Linked DNA regions of Mus musculus: region 1 is linked to region 2. Evidence: chromatin contacts called from public Hi-C data. All regions are on one chromosome and are shown on one strand. Each heading gives the region's core, a stretch centred on a gene start, on an enhancer-like site or on the middle of the called end of the contact. The rest is flanking DNA. Distances are from core to core; before and after follow the strand shown. Region 1 holds the start of Necap2 (NECAP endocytosis associated 2). Region 2 holds the start of Rpl11 (ribosomal protein L11).

Region 1 (7,623 bases), core at 2,583-5,082, 5.0 Mb after region 2:
ACAGGGTTTCTCTGTGTAGCCCTGACTGTCCTGGAACTCACTTTGTAGACCAGGCTGACCTCGAACTCAGAAATCCACCTGCCTCTGCCTCCCAAGTGCTGGGATTAAAGGCATGTGCCACCACTGCCTGGCTTGAGCCAGGAGCTTTTATGCTGGGCTTCACACTCAAAGATACGCTAACAACAATGCCCTCTGTGTTGGATCAAACACACCCTTGTTTTGTTGCGTGAGAAAGGGTCTTCCCATGTTCTGGGATTATAAGCACGGCACGTCAGCACTTGGATGCACCCAGAGGCCTTCATCTTGCAGTAATGGTCCTGCCATGGCTCTGAACAGCCTGGCTTGGCCAGAGCAGTCTCTCTCATCCACGGGGGGGGGGGGGGGGGGGGGAGGCAGCTCAGACATCTTAGCCTAACTCGTGTCCTGAGCCTTTACCAGAGGTCCTGTCCTCCAGCTTGATGTAGGCCACCTTCCCTTTCGCAGTGATCCGCAGCCGGCCACTCCACGATGGCTGGTCCAGTTGCCATTCTGAGGCCCTAGGAGGACAAAAGACACTGAGCCTCCTACTCCATGCCTCCCATGCCGAGAAAGAGAATGGGGAGAGGCTGCCTGCTCAAGGGTGCAATATCGGCAAACCTCCATCCCCGCAGGCCACACAGCCTCTGCTGGTCAACTGGACTATTCTGATGCTGTGCCACATGCAGGGGCTGGTGAGAGGGCTGGGCAGGGAAAGGAACCACAGCCCAGCCACTCACCTGCTTCCCATCCCTGAAACTCCACAGGGCAGGAGAGAACCAGCTCCCACCAACTGTCCACCGAAGGCCACTCACACAACAGCACACGTGCACAGACCACAAACTTACACCAGCTCGCAGATACACACCAACAAATGTGGTTTAAACCGTTCTCTTCTGAAATGGGGTCTCAATGTGTAGCCCTGGTTGGCACGGAACTCCCTCTGTAGACCAGACTGACTTTAAACTCACAGAGATCCACCTGCCACTGCTTCCTGAGTGCTGGGATTAAAGGTGTGTGGCATCATGGGAAGAGACAAGTCCCCACATTGTCTTCTGACCGCCACATAGATGTGACAGCAGTGTGCCCACACAAACACACTACACACAGATGTGACAGCAATGTACCCAGACACAGTACACATCTATGTAACAGTAATGTGTCCACACAGATAAACACAATAAATAAGTAAATAAACTTAAAAAAAGAAAGTCCTGGCTGGGCGTGGTGGCGCATGCCTTTAATCCCAGTACTTGGGAGGCAGAGGCAGGTGGATTTCTGAGTTTGAGGCCAGCCTGGTCTACAAAGTGAGCTCCAGGACAGCCAGAGCTATACAGAGAAACCCTGTCTCGAAAAACCAAACAAACAAACAGAAAACAACAACAACAAAAAAGTCCTTATTACAGGGCTGGAAAGATGGCTTAGGAGTTAAGAACATTGGCTACTCTATCTGAGGACCTGAGTTCGATTCCCAACATCCACTTAGCAGATAACAAGGGTCTGTAACTTGAGTCCTGTGATACACGCAGACAAAACATCCATACATATACAAAAAGTAAATGTAAAAATGAAAACTGTAATAGCTATTCTTGGCAAGGCTGTCCCTCAGGAAGTCCTCAGAATCCGAAGCTCGTAACTGTTCCGTTATGAAACAGTCTTCAAAATCTCCAGTCATTTCAAGTTGTCCAAAATATTATTCTTAGCCTGTGGCCATTCAAAACTGCAGGCAGTTGGAGCGTGCTGGCATTCAAAACGCCCACACGCAGCCGCTGTTGCTGGCCCCTATTCTAAAGACCACAGACCTTCACCCAAGTGGGAATTCCTTCCCAGCTTCCTGTCCATAGAGGAAGCAGCTCCGGGCCTATTGTGTCTGTTAAGGCACTGTGATGCCAAGCTAGCGGGACCAACCGGCTGGGGGACCCTTGAGACCATGGAGGGAGTACAGAGGGACAGGATCTTTGGTAGAAAGAGTGTAAAAGTGCATGAGGGTCCGGGGGAGGAAAGAGCGGCTAGGAAGGATATTCTCGGCTGTATTCCAGGTAGGAGGGAACGAGGACCCTCGTCAATGCCTTCTTTGGCTCCTTTAGAAGGCAACAGTGTCGTCGTCAGCAGCAGCAGCAGCAGCAGAAGCAAAGAGAAACCCCTGAACAGCAAATGCCATGGGTACTTTCAGAAGGCTTTTCTGGGAAGTTCTAAGCAAAGCCACTGTCAGCTCTCTAGAACTCTAGCTGGCAGCTGTGGCAGATCCACATGAATGTACATCTTCAGCTAACAAGGCAGCAGGCTCAGTTTCTGTTCCTCTTCCTGGCGCCGCGGGCTTTAGATTCAGGCTAAGGAGAGCCCGAAAGGTTGAGTGTAGGGCGGGCAGCTTCCTCTGTATCAAACCAGCCTGGCTGGATACTTGGTGACCCCACCCTCCGGAGGATCAAGAGAAGCTAACCCTAGTCTACTGAACGAAGACCCAACAGATAGGGGTAGACTGCCAATCTCCGGTTTGATAACAAGAAAGGAAAGGGAGACAGCTGTGGAGATGATTCGGTGCAGATGAGCAAGCTTGAGGCCCCGAGTTTGGATCTCTAGCGCCTAAAAGCCAGGTCTGGCTCCAGCTACCTGTAGACCCTCCACTGTGTGGGGTGGGGCAGAGAAAGGAGTTTCACTGGGCTTGCTGAACACCTAGTCTAGATGAAAACAGCCAACCCCAGCTTCAGTTAGGGGCCACCTCAAGGGAACAACGGACATGAAAAAAGCAAGACACTGGCTGGAACTCCTGTGGCTTCTGCATGCACCCGCACCACACCCAGACACGCAAAAGCAAGCACAGGCAGCTGTAGCTTGCTGACCTCCATTCTTGTCATTTTAATATTATTTTAAAATCATCGCACCGACACAGTTAAGTGTTCTAAGATACCCATTCAGAAAATGTTATGAGCCTGTGTTACATAGCGCAAAGGGCAGATGGAGTTGGCCCTCCAACACATTTGTGGTACCCGACGACCTGTTTCCAAACAACTCAGACACCCATCGCCTTCGAGAGCCACCCAGCCTAAGTAGCAACACCCCACCACAGGGCACAGGACACACCACGTATTTTTCATCTTTTTCAGTTAGGGAAGGTGTCCAACTTTGTGTCTCCTCTCCTAGACTAGAGTCCTGGGTTCCCTTCCGGAGACACTCCGTGTGTTTACAGGCATTTGAGTTTATTTGCCTCAGGTGACGCTCACTCAAGACAAGGGCGGCGGTATCCTCCCAGCTGCAAGTATGTTGTGATCAGGGGTGAAACTGGGGTCAGGAGAGCCGGAGATAGGAACAGCGTCCCTGGGCTTCGTGGGACGGGTCCCCCAGATGGCCGGGTTCCCTCCCGTGCCCTCCCGGCGGGGATTTCCGCGGGTGGCAGGGTTTTCTGGGATCCCGTCACGACTGTCGGTTAGCGCTGTGACACGACCCGTAGACCCCGCCGAGGGAACCCACTGCGCTCTCGGGTCCCCAGGAGCTGGCTGCGACCGTTGCCGGCGTCCCGCTGACGGCTCAGGGCCAGCGACCCCTCCTAAGTCTGGCCCCGATTAAAGTAGCCACAGGGCTCCATCCTTTCCGCCCCTAAACCCGACAACCGGTCCTCGTCCCCCGCAGTGCATGCCGGGGCGGGGGACGGGAAGATTAAGCCAGGAACGGTCACCTGTAACCACGGTTGGTGGCCCGCGGCGGGATGCGGTAGACGTGGACCTCCGGCTTGACACACAGAACAGACTCGTACTCACTCTCCTCCATCTCTATCGCCCGAGCCCTCGGGACTTCCGGCTTCTCCCCGCCCCTTCAGGACCGGAAGTGATGCGACTCTATGACCAAGTTCTGTCTAGAGCGGAAGCTCCGGGGGACCCCCCGATCGCTCCCGAGTGCCCTCTGCCGGGCGCCTCAGATCAGACCGTGAAGCGATTGCTCTCTGCTGCTGTGGGACCTGAGAAGCTCGAGATGCCGCTGATCTGAGCCTAATCCCGAACCTGGTTGTAGTTCAAACTCTATACCCTAGACCAGGGTGGCTGATATGCAAGATACCCTGCAGCCCTGCCCTTCTGACGGAATGTCCTTGTCCCCGCCAATCCCAGAAGGTTCTCAGAGGCTTCTGGAGGAATCTCGCTCCACAACTTTTTATAACCTACTATGTGCGCAAGGCCCCAGTGGCTTAGCGCAACAGGAGTACAAATCAAAGTTGTGAACCAAAGTTCCTGGTTGTCTTTGCTGTGAAGAGACACTATGACCAAGGCAACACTTACAAAAAGAAATCCTTTCATTGGGGGCTTGCTTACAGTTTCAGAGGCTTAGTCCATGATTAGCATGCGGGAGAGCATGGCGGCATGCAGGCAGGCGTGATACCAGAGAAGCAGCTGAGAGCTGTACGTCATGATCCTGGTGGGGGTGGAAGGGCCACAGCACACAGGGATGGGGCGGGAGGAAGGGGAGCACGGACGACAGTGACCCGGGCCTGATACGGGCTTTTGGAAAACTCAAAGACCAAACCCCCATCACAGCTTTTCCAACGAGGACACACCTCCTAATCCTTCCACGAGGTTGATCACTTGTGAAAAGCTAGAATAAGGCAGATTGGGAGGCGAATTGATTTTGAGTTATCTTGACCCTCTAAATAGCCATTTATTGGCCACCTCTGTATGTGACCTAAGATCCTTGTGACTATTAGGTAAATCCTTTGGAAGGTACAAATGCCAGCTTTCACCAATAAAGGCTAAGAATGTCATCAGATAGCAAGTAAGGGCCATAAATGATGTTTCCCGGCTTTGCGGTGACTCACCTGCCTGAGGTCTCCACCAACGGTTTGAAAAATGCCTCGGTTTGATGTTTGTTTTGTTTTGTTGATTTTTTGGGTTTTTTGTTTTTGTTGGTTTTTTTTGAGACAGGGTTTCTCTGTGTAGCCCAGGCTGTCCTGGAACTCATTTTGTAGACCAGGCTGGCCTCAAACTCAGAAATCCACCTGCCTCTGCCTCCCGAGTGCTGGGATTAAAGGCGTGTGCCACCACGCCTGGCTCAGTTTTTTGGTTTTTCGAGACAGGATTTCTCTGTGCAGTCCTGGCTGTCCTGGAACTCACTCTGTAGACCAGGCTGGCCTCGAACTCCGAAATCTGCCCGCCTCTGCCTCCCAAATGCTGGGATTAAAGGTGTGCGACACCACGGCCGGGCTAATGCCTCGGTTTATAACTATTTTTTCATCACTGTGGTGGTCTGAATGGGAATGGCCCCCATAGGCTCATAATTTTGAATGCTTGGTCATTAGGAATTGGCACTACTTGAGAGGAACTAGGAGGTGTGGCCTTGGAGTGGGTGTGGCCTTTTGGAGGAAGTATATTATTGGGGGTGAGCTTTGAGGTTTCAAAAGTCAAAGCCAGTCCCAGTGCCTTTCTCTTCCTGCTGCCTGCAGATCCAGATGGAGAATGTTCAACTACTTCTCCAGCACCATGTCTGCCTGCGTGCTGCCATGCTTCCCGCCTTGATGATAATGGACTGAATCTCTGAAACTGTAAGCCAGCCTAATTACGTGCTCTCTCTTATAAAAGTTGCTGTGGCCATGGCGTCTGTTAACAGTAATAGATCACTGACTAAGATAGTCATTATGAAATTTTCATGAAATTGTTACCACACCTGGAACATGTATTCTGGTAACGTGAATCTGTGTTTCTGGGCCACAGTCATCCCTATGGCTCCAAAAAAAAAAAAAAAAGAGTTTCAGTTTTCCTTGAAGTGAGAGTTGTATTTTAGAGCCTACAAACTGAAGTTCAGTAAAATGAGTCATTTAAAAAGAAGTCCCCTGGGCTGGAGAGATGACTCAACGGTTAAGAGCACAGACTGCTCTTCCAGAGTTTCTGAGTTCAAATCCCAGCAACCACATGGTGGCTCACAACCATCCGTAATGAGATATGATGCCCTCTTCTGGTATCTGAAGACAGCTATAGTGTACCTATGTATAATAATAAATAAAAATCGAAAAAAAAGTTAAAAAAAAAAGAAGTCCCAGTTGGATATGGTAGAGCATGCTTGCAGTCCCAGTGTGGAGGATGTCGCAGAGGCAGGAGGATGGCTACAAGTTCGAAGCATCAGTTTTAGCAATGAGGGGACAAAGGTGAGACTCTGTACTGTCACCCTCAGCCATCCTTAGGTGTTCCCCTCATCTTTTAGGTACCTTAGCTCAACCTAAACCAGGATTTGTGGCTTCAACATTGAAAATAACTTCAGGACTGGCCAGTATAATGAAGTCAAGTTGGAAGTTGTATTAAAGACATTTTAAGATGTTGGAGCCGGGCGTGGTGGCTCACGCCTTTAATCCCAGCACTCGGGAGGCAGAGGCAGGTGGATTTCTGAGTTCGAGGCCAGCCTGGTCTACAGAGTGAGTTCCAGGACAGCCAGGGCTATACAGAGAAACCCTGTCTCGAAAAAACAAAAACAAAAAAAAAACCAAACAAACAAACAAAAAAAGATGTTGGGCAGTGATGGCGCACGCCTTTAATCCCACCACTCAGGAGGCAGGGGCAGGTGAATCTCCAAACCTAATATAGGCTTAAGGACAAGGAATAGGAAAAAAGAGAGGCACTGAGAAAAGTGAGCGCCAGGCAAGGGCATGAATGTGGGTGTAAATAAAAGCTGCAGAAAATTAAGACATACCCAATACCCAAGGGTATATGGCCCCCCAAGGGAGAGTCAAAAGTAACGGTCTTAGCATTAGCCAAATGTTTCATTCTGCTCTCTCTCAAGTTATATCTTAAAAGGTTACTTAACAATGCTTTCTCTTTTTAAAAAAATATTTTATGTGTACAGGTGTTCTCTTGCACGTGTGTCTGTGTACCTCACGTGTTCCATGGAGGCCAGAATATTGGACATCTGAACCTAGACTTATGGATGACTATGAGTAGCCATGTGGTTCTGGGAATTGAATTTGGGCTCCCAAAGCAGCAAGTCTGGGGAGTGGAGAGATGGCTCAGCAGCTTGGACATAGACAAGACACGAAGCCAGGACTCACTGTGATTCCACAAAAAGGTTTCAGAACACATGATCACATTGTGAACCCCAAAATTGTAGACTGGGGAAAAAAAAAAACACCTGTTTCTTGTGGTGGTGCGGCTCAGCCCGAGCACACACCTTTAATCCAAGAGCGCTCTGTAAACAGGGTTAAATAAAATCAATCATAGCTCAAGAGGCAGAGCAGGCATCAGCTGACAGGAAGTGAACCCAAGAAAACACAGGCAGTAGAAAGGAGAGCCTCAGACTTGAAGGTATTTAAGGTGGTGGGAGAAGAACAAGCTTTTTCCTTCTGGGTTGTAAGTCCAGTAGGAAGCTCGGCTGGGTGCTTTCTCTGCTTCTGTTATTTTTTGTTTTGTATTAAAGATTTATTTTTATTATATGTAAGTACACTGTAGCTGTCTTCAGACACACCAGAAGAAGGAATCAGGTCTTGTTACAGCTGGTTGTAAGCCACCGTGTGGTTGCTGGGATTTGAACTTAGGACCTCAGGAAGAGCAGTCAGTGCTCTTAACCTCTGAGCCATCTCTCCAGCACCCTTATTATTGTTTTTTTAAACAACAAAAAGGTGTTGTACACATCCTTTTCCTA
Region 2 (7,614 bases), core at 3,756-6,255:
ACACACCCTAGCTTCTGGAATGCTTAAATTCACTGTGTGCCTTCTGTACAGTACAGTACAGGCTCCAAGCTAGCTTAGGCGCTTTCAACAGGTTTACTCAATTACCTAATTCAGAGCGTGAGGCTGCAGCTATAGCTCCCCTGGCTGACTGCTGGCCTGGCACTGTGTGAGCTGGGTGTGGTGGCACACTCAGATCCCAGCACCCAGGAGGCAGAGGCTAGTCACAGCTAGTTCCAAGCCACTCTAGTTGACAGGAGACTCTAGCTTGGGGGCTGAGGGGGACAGGAAAAGTTAACACTGTCTGAAAACTAAACCGCTCACTTTCTGAGCTTTCAATAAATAGGCAAACAAGAGGCTGGAGGGATGGCTGGTTTTGAGCACTCTTGCTGTTCTTGCAGAAATCAGGTTTGATTCCCAACATCCCTGTGGCAGTCATGGTGCAACCCAGTTGTGGGTGGGTCAGATGCCATCTGCCTTACTCTGGCCTTCACTGGTAGCAAGTACAGGCCCACATGCAAAACATCCAAGCACACACAAAGTTGAATTAAAGTAAATTTAAGAGAGTTGGGCATGGCCCTGTGTGCCTTTAGCCCCTAAGCAGAGGGGCTTAGGAGGCAGAGGGCCAGGATTCTGCATCCTGGTGTGACCAAGGAGTTCTTGGACACACCAAAGATAGGACAGTCAGAGATGAGAGACCATCTCAAAACAAGTGTTGAACACACAGATGGAAACAGCTTAAATAAATGGTGGCTTGTGTGTGTTTGCTCCATGGAAGGCAGCAACCTAGTTTCTGGCAGAACATCACACCAGGACGTGGTACTCCCCATTAGGCTAGGCTGGCTGGCAAGAACCCTTTATGAGTAATGGCGATTAAATTTGAATTTAGGTCTCAAGCTCACACTGTTACCTACTGTGCCACTTACACAGTCCCCAAAATAATGGCTTTGATCACTAGTGACAGGATTCTTCACACCAAAACAAGCCAAGTTTTAATGTGTTAGGATTCCACGAACAAAACACACAAAAAAAAATTCAAGTGCTCACACGCCTAGTAGTTGTCTGATGATTGCTTCCGTGAAAGAGACAGATCTGCTCCAGGTTACCATAGCTAATCAAGGGAGGACTAATCCGACAATTTGCCTGTGAGACTTCCTTCCTAACAAGGCCTCCCTCCCAACTGTGTCATTTTAAATGCAACTCAACTATGAACAAAGCCAAAATAGTCTTTACCACCACACCAGAAGCTGTGGTCCCTTCACCACACACCAAGTCACAAACAAGGGACACCTGCTGGGACTGGGACATTGTCCCAGCCCTTAATTACAACCAAATCCAAACCCTAACCAACCCAATACCTCTCAAAACCCACTTAAAGGACCTCTGCACCACAGCCCACCCACAGGGCACTCAATGCTCAGTCTCAGCTGTGGGGAGACACTGGAGTCCAGGACGCAGGCTGCCGCCGCCACCAGCAATTCTCATCGAGGCTTTCTTTAAGTGCTTGTGGTCCCAGGATCTGAATGAGGCCACGCGCCTTTCACAAACACACAACTGTAACATGCATTTCTGAGAAAATTTTATTAGCTTTTTGGATCAAGTTTATTTTCCAGGAAGGATGATTCCATCGTACTGAAAGAGAAGAAATTGCATGTTTTCAGAACAAGGTCAGAGCAAGAACTGCAACAAAGACTAACGTCTGAGAATTCTGACTCCAGATACCTACACTCAAGACCTTTTCAAACACCAACCCTAGGAGGCATTTACCAAAATGCCCAGATATTCCATCTTTATACAAGCTACCCACCAAACAGCACTGTACCTGCAGAGCTCCCATCCCAACACCAGTCCCCAGCACCACAGAGCACCAGCTCACGTGGGACAATCGGCTTTACCTTCTGCTGGAACCAGCGCATGGCCTCCTCCTTGCTGATTCTGTGTTTGGCCCCAATGCAGCCTGTTCTGCGCTTCTTGTCTGCGATGCTGAACCCTGGCCTACCCAGCACCTGTGCCAGAATAACCAACAGTCACCCAGCCAGCTCAGAGTTGGCTCAACAGTGAACAGACAAGACTCACACTTTACAGACTGACCTTCAAGTCATCAAGACTAGTACCTCAGCTGGACAGAACTGTCATTAGCTACCCAGACAACACACCAGGCAGTACACACACATGCCCCGCAGGCTTCCTCCTCAACTGGTCTCTATCCTTGTAACTCCAGTCCCAATTCCAGTATGTGATTCCCTTGTCCTCTCTCTTCTGGCCTCCACAGGCACCAGGCACACACATGGTGCAGATATACATGCAGGGAGTTCAAGGCCAGCTTAGGCTGTAAATCAAAGACCCTGCCTCAAAACAAAAACTTACATGTGCAATGTGGAAAAATTTAAGTCGCCAAAAGCAGCATACCCCCCCAAAGCGCTTTCCACTATGATAACGGCCATTCCCACATGACAATCCCCATTTGAGCAGTCTGCACCCCCCACATTTCCATGACTTCCTCACAGAACTCCTGTGCCCCAGGCTAAGGAGATGAGTGGAGACAGGGAAGCAAATTCGAAGGGCAAATGCAGCCCAGGATGACCCAGAGAGCTTTGCAACGGCAGGGAATAAACCCCGGAACCTCTACACTTGCTACAAGGCCCTTTTCTGAGGGGGACACACAGGCAGACAAGACACGAGACTTCAACCCAGCTCCCCATCCCAACAGCAGGACAGCATGTGTGGACGTCGACAGAGGAGCCACCTCTCCCCACAGGCAGCTTGGGACTGAGAAGTCCACATACCACATAGAAGTCCAGGCCGTAGATCCCAATGCTTGGGTCGTATTTGATGCCCAGGTCAATGTGTTCTTGAATTCCAAAACCAAAGTTTCCAGTATCCGAGAAGTTATTTTTCCGCAACTCATACTCCCGCACCTGAATGGACACAGAAGTGACCATGCTATCCATCATGTTCAAGTAGCCCAACATGAGCTCAGATCAACACCCAGTAGGCCCAGAGCAAAACCAAAACTCTGTGAGTCCTAGCTAGGAGCACAGGTATCCCTCCCCTAACCAAGTCATGCCCCAGCTACAAATGCCATCAAACGATCCCCACTTCCAAAGAGCAGAGAAAATCCCAAGGACAGAAATCCAGGAACAGTCATCTCTGAAACGCCAAGGCACTGTATGTGTGTATATATAGCCCATCTCTGACAATGCAGCAGCCTCCACCCCACCAGCCTCACCTTCAGGCCTTTCTCCAGAATTTCCTCTGCCTTGGCTCCGCGGACTGTGCAGTGAACAGCAATCTTCTCATTTCTCCGGATGCCAAAGGACCTGACAGTGTATCTAGCTGCAGGACGGGGACACAAGAGGCAGGTAATGTCTTATTTCCATTGCACGGCATCTAGCGTGTCAGTCAACATCGTCCACAACACAGAAAACAGAGCTTTCCATCTCTAATTTACCCAGCCATACTAAGAACCTCAAACAGCATGGCCATAGTAACAGACACAGGTTAGCAAGACTGTTACATTCCTTGAGAGAGAAAAATCTCAAATGTAGCCCAGGCTGGCCTTGAACTGGCAGCAATCCTCCTGCTTCAGCCTGGGTAATGGGGTTACAGTTGTGGGCTATCAGGCCCAACCAATGATTATGCTCTAATTGGGAGACTAAAACTGACAAAAGCCAGTGTTTTCAAAATGCTGACTGTGGTCCTAAGAAACAGTATCCAAACCCAATCACAGACCACCCACAACCACACTAGCAACAGACTCCATGTTTCTAGCAAGGTAACTCCTGTCATGTGGCCAAACAAGGGAATCACAATTCATTTTAAGTGAGTTGAGGCAGAGCCAGAAGTTAAGAAGCACTGGTGGGGGGGTGTTGGAAAGATGGCTCAGAGGTTTAACAGGTTCTGAGGACCTACACGGTTGTTCACAACCAACAGAAACGGGATCTGATTCCCTCTTCTGTCATGTGGGCATGCATGCAAACAGAGTACCCATGCACACACACACAAATACAAATAAAAGCATGGATAGGACCTCATGCCAACAGTGTACGGTATTAACCCTGTTCTTAGCTGTCAACCAGGCCCACGACAGCTCACGTTATAAGTCCATTTGCACCCGTGCTCCGGTCAGATGAAGCAAGCTTTCCAGATCCACTCCTCTCTGGTCAGCCCACCGCCACTCACCTTTGGAGAACACCGGGGTCTGGCCTGTGAGCTGCTCCAACACCTTGGCTGCCCGGGTCAGTCTGTCTCCGCTCTCCCCGACGCAGATATTGAGGCAGAGCTTGCGGATGCGCAGTTCCCGCATGGGGTTCTCCTTTTCCCCTTGATCTTGCTGCGAAGAGGGACACAGCCATCAACACCCTCCCGCCCCGTCAGAGACGAGAAACAGCCAAGGTCTTCTCCGCTCTGACTTCTATCGTCCCGGATCCCGCCTAAGCCCTCGGGACCACCAAGGTCTCCGCGTTTGGAAGAGAACGAACACAGAGAGAGAGCCTGAATCCCAAGCGGATCCACGAGTAGGGAACAGACACTAGAGATCGTAGAAAGTATACAATGTAACCCTAATCAAAACTACAGGAAGTACCGGCCTCTGCGCCATGCCGTCCCCCTTCCCAAGCTAGCACGGGTCCTGCGAGTAGGACTCGCAGAAACTCCCCAGCACCACACAAGCTGCAAGTGTCCCCTTGGCCCCGCCGTGGACCTCCGCACGTCGCGCTCGCACTTCCGGCAGCCCCCAGACACTGCGTCTGGGCCCTCGGGGCTGCAGACCTGAGCCCCATTCTTAGGATGGGCGGCGATGCGGCGGGGGTGCCCCACGGCCGCCCAGTCCCGCCGGGCTTAATGCCAACAGCCTCGCGGGCTCCGTCCTCCTCCGGCCACCCGCGAGACAGCCGCCCTGGGCTCCGCCGACTGCGGATGGAGACGGATGAAAGCGAGGCAAAGCCAACTCTCGCCTACTCACCGCCATGGTGGAGAACAGGAAGAGAGAGGGAGACTTCCGGCCCCGTGGCCTTATGGGTCAGGAGGCGGGCTTTTCTTCTAGGCAGACAAACGAGGGGAGAGGGGGAAAGAGAGGCATAGCTGTCGTGGCGCTGCCACCTCTAGTGGACTGTCCTCGAAACTGCAGTCATCTTGGGCAAAAGACTAGGTCGTGGGTTGTCCGATGCTGGTATGTTCTTGAGTCCATGACTCCAAGAACAGTCTCAGAACCTGGTGGTTCTTGAGTGATGTCACTGCCCAAAGTCCATTAAATCAGTTGAGCAAAGGGCTAGAGAGAAGGCTTTACAGTTAAGAACAAAATTCCCGGCATGAACACGGTATTTCAAAACTGGTTGTGCCTCCAGTTCCAGGGAGACAGATCCCTCTTCTGGCATCTACAGGCATCAGGCCATGTGTGCATACAGGCAAAACACCCATATAAATAAAATAATTTTTATAAATAAATAAGCTGAGACGCCAGGCAGTGGTGGCGCACGCCTTCAATCCCAGCACTTGGGAGGCAGAGGCAGGTGGATTTCTGAATTCTGGTCTACAGAGTGAGTTCCAGGACAGCCAAGGTTAGACTGAGAAACCCTGTCTCGAAAAACAAAAACAAAAACAAAAACAAAAAAATCAGCTGAGGCTGGAGAGACAGCGCAGTAGTTAAGAGCACTTGACAGCTCTTCCCAAGGTCCTGAGTTCAATTATCAACAACCACATGGTAGCTCACAGACATCTGTAATGGGATCTGATGCCCTCTTCTGGTATGCAGGTGTACATGCAGATAGAGTACTCATACATAAAATAAGTGCGAAGATAAAAAGAAACCATACAGATTCTAGACCCTTTACTTTGTAACTATGTTAACAAGTATACAAATCAGAGTAGTGGCTTAAATCAGCTGTTCCAGTCTGATGCCCTTGTCTTCCTTCTGAGGACCCCAGGCACACACTTACAAGGACATATGTGCAGGAAAAACTTAAATACAGATAAACTAATAAATAAAAAGTAAATTTTGAAAATAAGAGTCCTGAGCTGTGAATACAGGCAGGTGTGGGTTTGATCCAACTAGCTAGTTACTAATTAAAATTACTTCTGTCTGTTTTCCCCTTGTGTAAAACAGCTACTTCTGTGTCATGGGTTACTGTGTAATTCAGTGAAGTATGTAAGTTGTTACTTTTATAATTAAGTCAAGCCTACAACATCCAAGCAACACCCACCTTCCAAAAGAAGTATTAGACATGGTAGCTAAAAAGAAAAAGGACATCAGAGGTGAGAGAGAGAGAGAGAGAGAGAGAGAGAGAGAGAGAGAGATCTGACAATGGCTTACAGATGCTTCTGAGAAGAGATCATCAGTTACAGACTATAGGACACGCCCCCTTCCAGGGTTACATTGAATCCTCAGAAGCTGAACTCAAGGATGAGGACCACCAAGATCCACATCCCAGGCAGATGCTGGCCTTCCTTGAGTCAGTCAGTTTCTCTAACATGAATGCATGGGCAAAGAAGAACACAGACGCCTTCGGTAGAAAAAGGGCCTGCCCTCTCCTTCCTGCTGCCCCCAGTACCCTTCTCTAACCCACACAGGGAGGCCAGAAGCCCCCCAGCATTTCCAACCTTTCAAACCTACACATAATGAGAATTTCAGTTTGTTTGTTTGTTTGTTTTGTTTTTGGTATTTTTCAAGACAGGGTTTCTCTGTGTAGCCCTGGCTGTCCTGGAACTCACTTTGTAGACCAGGCTGGCCTCGAACTCAGAAATCCGCCTGCCTCTGCCTCCCGAGTGCTGGGATTAAAGGTGTGCACCACCATGACCGACTAGTTTGTTTTTTTAAAGCCCAGTTATGTTATGTGATTATGTTCTTGTTTTGATCCCAGGTGGGGGACATGGGGCTGTTTCAGATTATCCATGCCCAATAACTATGATTTCTTTTATGCTCTAGAAGGGGTGTGATTTTCACAAGCTGTAGATGTTTATGTTTTGAATTCTGGGGACACTTCAGAAAGCTTAAATGCAAGGGGCCCAAGAGGGCCTGTGACAGCTGCTGCTCCCCATGTTGTTGCTCCCCGTTGCTGCTGCAACAGATAATAGAACCCAATAAAGAAGCCAAAAAATCCAGTTATGAGTGACCCCTAACACAGAGCAGAATGAGACACATGGGGCCAGGCGTGGTGGCACTTGCCTTTAATCCCAGCACTTGGGAGGCAGGGGAAGGTGAATTTCCGAGTTTGAGACCAGCCTGGTCTACACAGAGAAACCCTGTCTCAAAAAAAAAATAAAAAAAACCAAAGAGAGAGAGAGAGAGAGAGAGAGAGAGAGAGAGAGAGAAGAGAGAGAAGAGAGAGAGAGAGAGAAGAGAGAGAGAGAGAGAGAGAGAGAGAGAGAGAGAGAGAGAGAGGATTCCTAATGCCATAGGAGAAGTGGTGGCAAGGGAAGAAGAAATGAGAGTTCTGCTTCAGGACATTACCAAAAAGTTTACTGCTGCTGGCTCTGGGTTCTCTCCCACACTGCTCCCAGAGGGGAATTTCTATTTCCTCCTCCTCCTCCTCCTCCTCATCCTCCTCCTCCTCATCCTCCTCCTCTCCTTCTCCTTCTTCTTCATCTTCTCCCTGTATTCTATTTCAAAGAGGATTGGGA

What was found. A called contact is a pair of places that touch in the nucleus more often than the background predicts.
Region 1: a Hi-C map of cerebellum shows a contact between it and region 2, with 4 times the contacts expected there. The contact joins the promoter of Necap2 here to the promoter of Rpl11 in region 2.

The regions. Positions count from the first base shown.
Region 1 is chr4:141,074,525-141,082,147 of GRCm38.p6, forward strand. It overlaps Necap2 (NECAP endocytosis associated 2), which reads right to left and starts at 3,833. Exons shown (of 8, transcript NM_025383.4): 1 at 3,689-3,833; 2 at 436-536. The coding sequence starts at 3,780.
Region 2 is chr4:136,048,388-136,056,001 of GRCm38.p6, forward strand. Rpl11 (ribosomal protein L11) reads right to left here and starts at 5,006. Exons shown (of 6, transcript NM_025919.3): 1 at 4,961-5,006; 2 at 4,180-4,330; 3 at 3,227-3,333; 4 at 2,784-2,915; 5 at 1,893-2,003; 6 at 967-1,629. The coding sequence starts at 4,966. The coding sequence ends at 1,600.